4 separate regions of the Mus musculus genome follow, and all the other regions are linked to region 1. A link is a contact called in public HiChIP or PLAC-seq and promoter capture Hi-C data. All regions are on one chromosome and are shown on one strand. The core of a region is the stretch at or near the end of the contact, and the rest is flanking DNA. Distances in the headings are between cores, read along the strand shown. Region 1 holds the start of Scaf11 (SR-related CTD-associated factor 11). Region 2 has its middle 78 kb from the start of Gm41389. Region 3 has its middle 40 kb from the start of Gm32564. Region 4 has its middle 58 kb from the start of Slc38a2.

The links. Promoter capture Hi-C pulls out the DNA fragments that hold promoters and counts their contacts. HiChIP or PLAC-seq counts read pairs in DNA pulled down with a chosen protein or histone mark.
Region 2: a FOXA1 HiChIP or PLAC-seq map of pancreatic cancer cells shows a contact between it and region 1. The contact joins the enhancer-like site here to the promoter of Scaf11 in region 1. A contact is called at or near these places in 5 of 39 promoter capture datasets (hippocampal neurons, liver, pre-B cells and 2 more) and 1 of 115 datasets of contacts at active chromatin or transcription factors (pancreatic cancer cells).
Region 3: a promoter capture Hi-C map of neutrophils shows a contact between it and region 1, with 3 times the contacts expected there. The contact joins the enhancer-like site here to the promoter of Scaf11 in region 1. A contact is called at or near these places in 2 of 39 promoter capture datasets (neutrophils and stem cell-derived epiblast-like cells), 1 of 484 Hi-C or Micro-C datasets (muscle stem cells) and 2 of 115 datasets of contacts at active chromatin or transcription factors (bone marrow-derived macrophages and memory CD8 T cells).
Region 4: a contact with region 1 is called in an H3K27ac HiChIP or PLAC-seq map of microglia, with 4 times the contacts expected there. The contact joins the enhancer-like site here to the promoter of Scaf11 in region 1. A contact is called at or near these places in 1 of 484 Hi-C or Micro-C datasets (muscle stem cells) and 4 of 115 datasets of contacts at active chromatin or transcription factors (bone marrow-derived macrophages, large pre-B cells, microglia and 1 more).

The regions. Positions count from the first base shown.
Region 1 is chr15:96,459,496-96,462,230 of GRCm38.p6, forward strand. Scaf11 (SR-related CTD-associated factor 11) reads right to left here and starts at 1,348. Exons shown (of 15, transcript NM_028148.2): 1 at 1,107-1,348. It overlaps Gm41408, which reads left to right. Exons shown (of 2, transcript XM_030248866.1): 2 at 549-2,735. The coding sequence ends at 1,414.
Region 2 is chr15:95,988,290-95,991,024 of GRCm38.p6, forward strand. No RefSeq gene overlaps it. Among named protein-coding and RNA genes, the nearest start is that of Gm41389, 78 kb to the left of the region's middle. Within about 2 kb of position 1,397, at least 14 of the 459 cell types and tissues checked have an H3K27ac peak or open chromatin away from gene starts, as enhancers often do. A contact at or near this core is called in pancreatic cancer cells, where this site is marked.
Region 3 is chr15:96,777,130-96,779,864 of GRCm38.p6, forward strand. No RefSeq gene overlaps it. Among named protein-coding and RNA genes, the nearest start is that of Gm32564, 40 kb to the right of the region's middle. Within about 2 kb of position 1,337, at least 72 of the 459 cell types and tissues checked have an H3K27ac peak or open chromatin away from gene starts, as enhancers often do. A contact at or near this core is called in memory CD8 T cells and neutrophils, where this site is marked.
Region 4 is chr15:96,756,592-96,759,326 of GRCm38.p6, forward strand. No RefSeq gene overlaps it. Among named protein-coding and RNA genes, the nearest start is that of Slc38a2, 58 kb to the left of the region's middle. Within about 2 kb of position 1,405, at least 99 of the 459 cell types and tissues checked have an H3K27ac peak or open chromatin away from gene starts, as enhancers often do. A contact at or near this core is called in bone marrow-derived macrophages and microglia, where this site is marked.

The sequences.
Region 1 (2,735 bases), core at 98-2,597:
CTAAGAATCTATTGCCTTCACTGTTGTGGGGCTGCGGCAAATAAATCATACATGAGTTATCTTTTCCTTGAAAAATGAAAAAAAACGTACTTATTGATATACTTTCCCCAAAATTCAGAGAAAACTGCCCAAACTGGGGGAAATTTGAATACTACCATATCTTAGTCAAGGCATACTAAAAAACTTTCTCGTCAGTTTTCGTTAGTTCGCTGCTAGTATATAAGGATGGTAGCCAAAATGTAATCCAAAATGAATGAGAAGCAGCCGCGGTTTTACGTAGTACGATCAGCATGTAAAACTTGCATTCTGTATTGTTTACTACCTCACACACGCAGATGATTAGCCGGACTACCGGAATACGATACTGTACAGATCAACGCATGGGGAGTGTAGGTCACCATTTCAATCTGGGACTGTTGCCCTCAATTGCAACCAGGTGTCTTTTAAATTAAATTCTTCGAGATCCGTGCGGAAGACGAGCGTGCATTGGCCAATCTTCTAATCGGTACTCAGTCCCCGGCTCTAAGGCGGGGTTGAGCGGGGCTGAGTTTCGATCTCCCGGCCGGTTGGACCGCGGGCAGCCCGGGCAGCGGGTTTTAAAAACGACGGCGGGGGTGGGGAGGCGGCCGCCGAGGGAGGGAGGGAGAGGCCGAGGCCAGGCGCCGGCCAGCGCTTCCTCGTTCAGGCGCCGGGGAGGTCACAGCCTAGTGAAGTTTGGTTTCACAAGCGGGACCCGGAGGCTCGGGGACGAACGCGAACTCCACGGGAAAGCGGGCCAGCCTGGGAGCGCCCGGAAGCACGGCCGACACGTTCCCACTGCGGGTGGGGGAGCTGCGGGCCGGGCCTGGAGCCCCTTCCTGCCTCGGCCGAGGCCCCGCAGCCCGCGCCGCCCCGCTCTGCTCCTAGGCCCCGCGCGCGCCCAAACTGGACCTCCGCCCCGCGCCGCCCGGGGCCGCGGCTCCCAACTTTGCTCGCAGCGAAAGACACCGCCCGAGCCGCGCGCGAGCCCCAAACTTTGCCCGCCCGCCCGGCCCGCGCCCCCGCCGCGCCGCGCTGCGCTGCGCCCCGGGGCGCCTCGTCCGCTCTCTCCGGCCCGCCGTGTTTACCTGAGGCCGAGGTCCCGCGGCCGCGCCGGCGCAGGAGGCCCGGTCTCCGTCAGTCCGCCGCTAAGTTCTGCACCATGGACTCCTCCGGCCGCTCGGAAGCGCGCGCGGCCCGCGGGCTGGCTCGGACGGCCGGGTCGGGAGCACGCAGGCAGCCACGCAGCAGGAGACCCGGGCAGGCGGCGCTAGCTCCGCGCCGCTTGCGCCACCGCCGCTCCCCTCCCCCGCCGTGTCTGGCGGCTCCCTCCCTTTCTCCCTCCCTCCTTCCGCGGGGCTCAGCCGCGCCGCCACAGGTCGGCGCACTGTGGTGACGACGCGGGCGGGCGGGCGGGCGGGCGGCTGGACCCGCCGCACGCTACCTGCTCGCGGGCGCTGCCGTACTCCCCCGGACCTCCAGGGGGCGCCCGCGAGCCGCGACGGACGGACGGACGTGGTGGGCGGGGCACGCCGCCCGGCTGGAGAGCGGGAGCTCCGGCGTCTGCGAGTGGCCGGGGCTTCTGGGAAACATTCTTCTTGCCCCGCCCTCTTGCCGCTCGGAGCGCTACGCGCACGCGCCGTGCTCAGTCCTCGCTCCACCCCTTTCCCCCTCATCCCCACCCCCGCCCCTGCGCCCTGGCCGCGCTCTCTCTGGTCGTGGCCTTTCCTGGCAGGCTCCGTGGGCGACAATAAAGATGTTTTGGAGAGACTGCAGTCCCGAGAAGAACTCGTGCGTAGTTGGCACGGATGAAGTACTCCGCCCGCTGCACGTGCGCGGCGGCCTGCCAGCCCGGGACACACTCCCACGCCCTAAGCCCGCGTCCCCGAGGCTAGCCGAGCCTGGCTGGCTTTAAGTGCTTCCACTTTCAGTCACTCTGCGATGTCCTCCTGCCCTGCAGCGCCCTCGGATCTTTTGTTTCACCTCGGAGGTGTCTTTACAGGCTTTTCGTCAGGCGCTGGCTTTTTCACCCCCTGCTCCACGCTCTAGCTTTTCCTAGTTGTCCTCTTGCAATCCACGCTGTCGCCTGGCCACCCCAACCCAGGCTGTTCCCTCCCTACCTCCAGCCCAGCAGCGTCCCCTGCCCTCCTCTCTGATCCTGTCGCTTCCCTGGCATCTTCATCCTGTGCTACTTGGCTGTTCAGTGCCCGTCACGTCACACCGAAGTTTGGGATGATGTCTCGTTAAGCTCTTCACAGAGCCGAGCACCAGCAAGGGACTGGGTAAATAACCGCTTAGGAATGCAATGAATGGCAGCCTTGTCTCTCCCAGTGTCAGTGAGCTATCTTCATAGGTTTGGAAATGTGGTGTTCCTGTGTGCAAGTATTTCGCAGTGATTTAGAGGTGTTAAAATACTTTGTTCTGATGAAACAAGACTTTCTGAGGGACCTTTCTCTTGTAATGACGACGAATGAAGCTGGTGATTAAGAAAACCTAAAAACCTGTTGAAACTGTTGTGTGACAGAATCAAGTCAAAGGCACTGTTAACCATCCTGCAGAGATAAAGTTTAGCTTTCCTGTGTACACTCGGGGTCCAGAATTCACCCTAGAGAATTTTATCAGTAAGAGCAATTCCCGGTGAAGATGTGATATTCTTTTGTATGTATTTTATTTTGTTTTTAATGCAGAGTCTCACTGTGCAGACCGATCCTCAAACT
Region 2 (2,735 bases), core at 147-2,646, 470 kb before region 1:
ACCAAGACATTGTAGGCTTTTCCATCCATTAGTAAGCCCCTGCTTATGGACTGGAGTTCAAGACTGCATCAAGACTCTTGACACAACAGCTGTGGGCCAATCAACCATTCAATCTTTCTTCAAACTGGACAAGGATAAATTAGGAGAAGACCCTTCCTAGACTTTAAGAACCCCAGTCCGTGAGAAGAGATAAGAGTCCCCTTCCACCTCTGCTTTGCCAAGGGTCTTTTTTTCTTTTCTTTCCCACATGCCCGCTGCATGTTCCTAACTATGGATTCTGTCTTCTTCTGTTCACGGTGTGTGAGATTTCTCCACAGCTACCCACCACACTCAGGATTTTTCCTGCCTTTTAATTCTATAACGCATTGAGAAAATGAACTGGTAAGACTCCTAGATGGTGACAATATGAAAATAGCAAAACCATCTGGGGAAATAAGAGTTCTCGTGGAAGTGGGGGTGGGGGAAGTAGAGGCAGTATGAAGCAGATTGTGTTCACATACAATATATACAAATGTCAGTACATAGTACAATACCAGTGTACAATGAGTATACTTGATGAAAAGTGAACACACACACGTACACGCACACTCTTAGCTGCTAAATGATCCAGCTCATCTCACATGATTACTCCAAGACCGTTTAAATAGCCAAGGCCTGGAATCAATCTAAGTGTCCATAACAAACAAATGGATAAGTAAGATGTATCAAACATACACAATGGAGTATATAACTCAGGCATGAAAAAAAAATGAAGTTCTCTAATTTCTAGCAAAATAGATAAAATGGGGCGACCTTGTGTTAAATGAAATGAGACAGACACAGAGAAGTTCAGAGGAGATGGCTCATTGGTTAGGGGCACTTGCTGCTCTTGCAGAAGGTGGAGGTTCAAATGTTAGCACTCACATGGTGGGCCACAACCATGTGGCACTGCAGCTACACACACAGACATAGACACACACACACAAACACACAAAAATATAAATGAAAGATTTTTTTTTAAAAAAAAAGCAGGCACAGAAAGAAAAGTTTATTCTCACAAGGAAAGCTGGGGAGCGAGAGGAAGCCTACCTAACGGCTGCAAAGATGTTACTAGGGATTGGGAGGGCTGGGCCATAGCGCCCTGGATGTGTGTATGAAAACAGCAACTCCAGTATATGTAGATAAAACATCCTATTAAAAATATCTTGATAAATTCATTTCACTTCATTTCCTCCTTATCAAGTTGAGAGGATTTAAATATCAGATTTATAAATGTTTATCTCTGGAAGTACTTTAAAAAAAATAGGGGTATATCCCCTATTTACTCTAATTATCTAGAGGCTGAATAGACAAGAGACAGTGGCCCGATCATGATCAGAAAAGGACTCTGACTCATAGCCTGCACAGAACACAAGCTTTTATCTACACTAGCCAGCCCAGGTGGCTCTAAGCCAGACGTACACCATCTCCAGTGACATTCCAAGTAGACAAACAGGAACTTTTGTAACAACCAACCTGATATTGCCAGGACTTGACTAGTAACTGACATCCACCCCAACTTTTGTCTCCAGTTGCAACCTAGAAATCAGGGAATGCAACGCATGTGTCCTCACCCAACTCTACAGTACACCAGGTTCCAGCAGCTGCCAGTCGCTTCCCTGTCAACAGCCTCCAGTCACGACACACCTGTTGCTTCCTCGTTTTCTGCACAACTTTCCCACACCTCTCAAAGTTTGCGAGTGTCTGCTCAAATAGAGGTGATGGCGGTTGACTTCCTTGCTATAGCAGGCTGTGGGTCGATAGTCTTACATTGTTATTATTTGGTTGGATTTCACATTGCTAACAATGCAGAGGGGGTGGGCGTTGTTAGGTGTGTAGGGCAAATATTGAGGAGCTTTAGTTTTGGCTAGCTTCCACCCTGAGTCACAGGGGAGGGATTCTGATAGCTGCCAAGTGGATCTTCCAAAAGTGTGTATCAAGCCATTAGGCATGTGAACTCAACAGAGAAATTGGGAGTCTAAGGGAGGTTTCAGGGGTGGAGAATGAGAACAAGAATCTAATCTTTGCCCTGGTGAGGACTCTGCTGCTCAGCTCTCTCTGTGGTGCTCTTTGAGTTTAGCCTATCTGATTCAATGGAGAGTTTGGTGATTGTTGTGAGTAATATTAAAAAATGAACCTAGCAACTCTCCATGAGCCAGACTGCACTCCTGCACTCCTGCCAGCCCACCAACTCTCCGGCCACCCTGGTCCACACTGCTATGATCAGGTGCTTGTCCCTGGCACCGCTAGTTCTTCCTTAGCCATAAACTCATGTAATCAGGGATCCCACATTCCAGTAACTAAATGGAACCACCAACCTCGAGGTTGCATATCACAAGACCCAGTAACTCGGTAGAATCAAGACTCTTAAAGCTTAATTAACCAATCAGATTTATATATCAACAATATCACAGTTTACAAGATGCCAATTCAATAATTTCAGAGCCAATTGATAATGGTAAAAGCTTTATCCCAATATTTCTAACCTTGTGAAATCATAGCTACTTGTGGCTGGAAAACATCACGTGGGTTCACATCCCCAGCCATCTTGGTTCCCCCCTACTCTAAGATGCTCCTTCTCTCTGGGTCTCTTAGCTCTTCCTCCCTTTTCCCTGTCCAATCACAGGCCTCCCACTGCCCTAATGTGATTGGACAGGGAAAATCCTGCAACAGGTGACAGTTCTCACAATAGGGACCTATGGTGTCACATTCCTGAG
Region 3 (2,735 bases), core at 87-2,586, 320 kb after region 1:
GAACCAGATCTTCAGGTAGGGTTTAATTAGTACAATGAGTGGGTTTTTTTTTTTTCATGCCTTCAGAGAAGAAAAGGCAGAAAAGAAACACTGATTTTAAAACTACACTATAAGTTCATAAGCATAACAACAATGGCCGTTCTATTCTTTGAAGCAATGGATTTTTTTTTTAATTTAAAATATTTTAAATATGTTTCCTTATCGATCTACTGGATGAGGGAGGCCTGTACAGCATAGGGCACATGCAGAAGTTAGAGGACAACTTGTGATGATGGGTCTTCCTTCTGCCATGCGGGCTCCAGAGGGTTGACTTCAGGTCACCAGCCTTAGTGTCCTTTACTTTCTGACTTGTCTTGCTGGTCCTGTGGCAATTTTTCTTGTACTTCAGGGTTAAAATGTCCTTCTTTCCTTGGCTTATAATTTACTTTTCTAGGACACTGTTCCATAAACACAATAGGAAGTCCCCCCCCCCCCATTATGTTTCTGTGCTGACCCCAAATAGCCTCTAGCAAGGCTCAAAACAAAGACACTCGGACTAAAGTTCCATACCACCAAATGGAAATTAGCTTACTCTATGACCACCTTGAGAAGTCAGGAGGGACGTGACAGCCATGTTGAACAAATGGGCCACTTTCTTTCAGTGTGACAGTGATGTTCTTCTTCCCTTCACTCTGACACACAAAGACTAATGGAAATGACACGGTGGTAGCCAGTCTTCTGTGGCTCTACTGATCTTCCCGGTTTCCACGAATTACAAAGAAAGAACAGAAACGATGTTTTTCTTAGTCTCTGCTTACTTCATCCTTTGCTGCCGGTGAAGCCGACCTCTGCTTCTCACCCCATTGGAATTCTGTCCACCTGATGGCATAAGGGGTGAGAAGCAGAGGTCGGCTTCACTGGGGGTCTGTATCCACTCACACCCCCAGAGAAAGCTAACTAAGATTGGTAGATTTAAAGGGATTTGCTGTTCGCGCCTTTTGACAGCGGCATGGGCTGGATCATCTTTGTTGCAGCGGATCTTGGTGGAAAGATTTGTCTTCAACAGTGGAGTCTGACCCTTCATCCTCCTCATTACGAGGTGGCACTCTTTAAACACCTTTCCTCCATGGTCCCTTGGCCTCTGGGGTTGAGAGTTCCAACATGGAGCCCTGTGCATTACAGTCTTGACAGCGCTCCTGATGGCTGCCCGGAGCCGGAGTTCTGTGCAACCAGGCCAGGGTGCACTTAGCATTTTGGTGTGCTTACACCAATTTCCCCTTGCACGGTTTAGTAACTGCGAGAACTGAAACACTTCCCCTGACTCTCCACATCAAAGTAGGGGGTGCTTCTAGCAGGAAGTAGGGTACAGTGTGCTTATCTGCATGCTGGGGTACAAGACGTGGAGGTCAGGGCCAGAGAGCTAAGGCTAGGCTTGGCTGTCTAGATACACACGCTGCACAGAATTAAGTGAAAAACAAAACAAAATCCCCCAGATCTGCATAGAAAGCTTAAGACCGCAATGGCTTATGTCTACTGATGCTATTCAAGGAATACATTAGATTGCCCCTGCATGATGAGCACCCACCATGCTCAGGCATTCACAGGAGCAGGCAGGCCCAGGTGCTTCAGAACTCCAGTGCGAACTGCGCATGCCCAGAACTCAAGCTTGTGTATCGCGCTGGTTCTTGCTTCTAGGATGAGCCTCCCCTTTTGCCGAAGTCTCGGCTTTGGCCACAGCCGGATTCTCTATTGCTCTCCCGTTTGGCGCCCCTGGGTTCCTGTCCAAATCTATTTTGGCAGTCATTTCTGTGGAGACAGGACTGTCTGTGTTGTTCAATGCTATATCTGTAACTATTAGCCTTTGGCAGAGAAGAATGTAAGAGCATGTTTAACAAATGATACGTGGAATTCTAGAAAGTGCTATTGGACGTAAGCAGCTTCCAAGAGATATTCTTGCATTTAGTAAGGTCAACATACTAGGAAAGGGGTTGTGTGGGTGGAGTGGGGGACGGGGCGGGGGGGGGGGAGACTAGGATACTTGAGAGCATTAGCAGAAACACACTGTAAATTTACAACTACAAAGGAAAACAAACAAATATGAAGGCTCATAACGCCTGATTTAGAAAATGGTTCTATTATACATAATGTTTCAAAAAAAATACAAATACAAACCTTGGTGTGCAGTTTAGCACTGAATTTAGGAAAAGAAATTGAATGGAAGACTCCATGCAAAAGCATCACACAATAAAAACTGAGCAAATATTGCAATTTTTCTCAAAGCAAACTTTGATGACGACTATTTCTTGTCTATTAATTGGTCTAGTGTCTAACGAAAGCAAGGCCAGGAAAGTTACCCTGTCCCATATTTTTAGAAGCACTTAAGTGACCTACCTAGTCTGACAGCGCCTTGAGAGCTAGGCCACGTCCAGAACGTTTTGTATCTTTGTGGAGCGTTTGATACATTCTTGCCACCCGCTCCTTTCTTTTAAGGAATCCTGCAGATCAAGTGTCCAGCCACAGTGGGATACTTGTTCTAAAGCAATCATCAGCCAGGTTAAGACAACATGAAAAGTATTTCTAAGTTTGCCAAGAGTTTGTTCCCACACTTCAGCCCAGATAATTTCTTTTGCTCCTTGTAGATGGTAGAGGCAAGTCTCTATGACATGCAGGATGCTTGACAGAGGATGTCACGTCAGGTTGAGTGACTGGCTTGTAATCCCTCGTGTTTTAGCAGAGTAATTAAAAAGGACAGGGAG
Region 4 (2,735 bases), core at 155-2,654, 300 kb after region 1:
TGGTGGAGCTTTGCCAGCTTCGGCCTCCTGCTTGCCTCTGCACACGCCCTTCTGATGTCCTGGAGGCACCAGGCTCTGTGCCTTCCAACTCCAGGCTGCGTTTAAACTTGTCTTCAAATGTGTGTGATTTGGGAGGGACTGAAATTCATAAATAGACAACTGGTGGTGACTGCGGAGCCTGAGAGTCTGGACCCTTTCCTGGCCAAGCTGGGATTAAGGCCTAAGATTGATCTAGAGTCTCAGAGAAAGTGAGCCGGGAACTGGGAGAGATCATGGAGTGTGGCAGGAAGCCTAAGGCAGAGAGAGGAAGAGCAGGTCCCCAGTGGAGTTTGTTTGCAATTTAAATCAGGGGCTCAAAATAGCTGGCATTAATACCTCATTACTGGTTGGTTTATTTGGTCCTCGCATCCTGGCTTTGTGTTAGATCACCTGTGCAGACTTAAAAGGGTGGAAATGCTTGGCTCCCTTGCGGGGAATTCTAAGTGGAAGGGTTGTGGAAGGTATCCAGACATCTGTTGTGGGTTCAACATTGAGGAAGCAATTCTGTGAGTGGCTCGTCTTTGAAAATACAGTACTTTTCAAAAGGGACCAACAACCGATCACATGATTACTTTTTATGAGGAAAGTCCCTCAGATTTATTGAGACCTTTTTGTCAAGACAGAAATGAGAGAATCTCAGTGGAGTAGCAGACAAATGTTCAATATATATGTATGTAAAGGCATATGTGAATGTATATGTATATGACTGCAAAGATGTATCTGTTCCTCTTCTTTTTATTCTATACTTACAATAATTGAGACAGTAGTGTGTGTGTGTATTGGGGTGGGGGGAGAGTTGAGGCAAGGACTTCGTTTTCATGTAGGCTGACAGTGAACTCCTAGTCTTCCTGCCTCAGCCTCCCCACGAGTCACCAACGCTGAAAAGCTACCATCTGAGGTATGCTCTAGAAATGTAAGCACGTATCTCAGGCTAGGAGCTCTGCCCGGCAGTGCCAGGAGAGCCTGTCTTCGCAAGTGAGGAAGTCAGACTGCAGTGGAGGACTGGCATTGCGAACCAGCCAGTGAGCACCCATGACAGCTCTTGCAGAGGAAGATGCGGTGGTGCTGCGGCTGATTTCAACACAGACCTGCCAGTCTCCTTCTGAGAACTGTCTTAAGGAGAAACTTGTTAAAAAGTAACATTGAACGAAAAGAGCAATTATGTTTCAATATATAGCAACATTGGAGATGACAATTACCAAGGACTCACAGGTACATTACTGAATAATGACTTCATTAAAAGTTTGACATTAGAAATGGCTCAGGCAAAATGCTTGTGACCAAAAGTCAGATGAAATGCTCAGTACCAGGAAGTTGTATACAAGCTGTTCCCAGTGCAGGAAGTGGTACAAAGATGGAGGAGGCATGGGGTCAGTGACCAGAGCTCTGTGTGTGCTCTCCCTGGTGCATGTAACAGGGTAGGGTAGGGGTGAGGAAGTGGAGGTGGGGTTGTTCTGGTCAGCATTCCTAAAGAAAATTAATCACTCTTGTTTGGTCAGTGGGCTAGGATGTTGTTTATGTGGAATTATTGGTGACTTTGGTCATTAGTCCTCTGTGGAAAGGGCTTGCCTGCAGGAAGAGGCAATAAAACCCAGAAGAGTCACCAAGTATCAGAGAAGTGTGTGTGTGTGTGTGTGTGTGTGTGTGTGTAAGAGGCAATAAAAAGTCAGAAGAGTCACCAAGTATCAGAGAAGTGCGTGTGTGTGTGGGTGTGTGTGTATGTGGGTGTTAGGAAGCAGATGTACTTGAAGGGAGCTTGGAAGTTGCCAAGACAGATGCTGAGACAGATTTTTAAATGTTTGTTTGTTTGCTTGCTTGCTATTTTTGTTTTTCAAGACAGGGTTTCTCTGTGTAGCCCTGGCTGTCCTGGAGCTCACTTCGTAGACCAGGCTGGCCTTGAACTCACAGAGATCTGCCTGCCTTTGCCTCACAGAGTGCTAGGATTAAAGATGTGAGCCACCACACCTGGCTAAATGTGACATTTATATGAGCCTGTAAAAATCCCTTGTGTGTGTGTGTGTGTGTGTGTGTGTAAGTGTGTTTATGTGTGTCTGTGTGTGCCTATATCTGTGTGTATGCCTCTGTGTGTTTATGTGTGTCTGTGTGCGCCTGTGTGCCTGTGTGTGTCTGTGTCTGTGTGTCTGTGTGGAGGTTAGAGGAGCACGTAAGCTGTCCTATACTGTTGAAACAGGGTCTGTCACCAAACCTGGAGCTAGACTGGCAGCCAGTAAGCCCCAGTGTCCCCCCTGTCTTTGTCTCCCATAGTGCTGGGTTACAGGAATGTGTGTCTATGTCCAGCTTTTTGTCTGAGTGATTGAGATGAGAACTCAGGTCGTCATGTTTGAACAACATGGAAGCTCAGCCAGTGAGCCTCCTTCCCAAGCCCCAAGCCCCGCAACCCCTTCCTTGTGGGGCTACCTAACGCTGTTACTGTGTTACCACCAGCAACCACCAGCAACTGGAAGAATTTGGACAATAGACTCTTTCCTTTTAAAAGGCGTTTTTATTCTATTTAGAATCTGCCAAAGTTGTTACTTGTTTATCCTTTAAAGGAGCCTTTCCTACTTTCTGAAATACTAGAACATTTCGTTCCGTGTAGACGGCCACCTCAATGAATCACTTCCCATTGCATTATGGATAGAATTGGTGCCTATTGAACTGTCACTTCCTCTCATGTCTTTTTCTTTTCCTTCAAC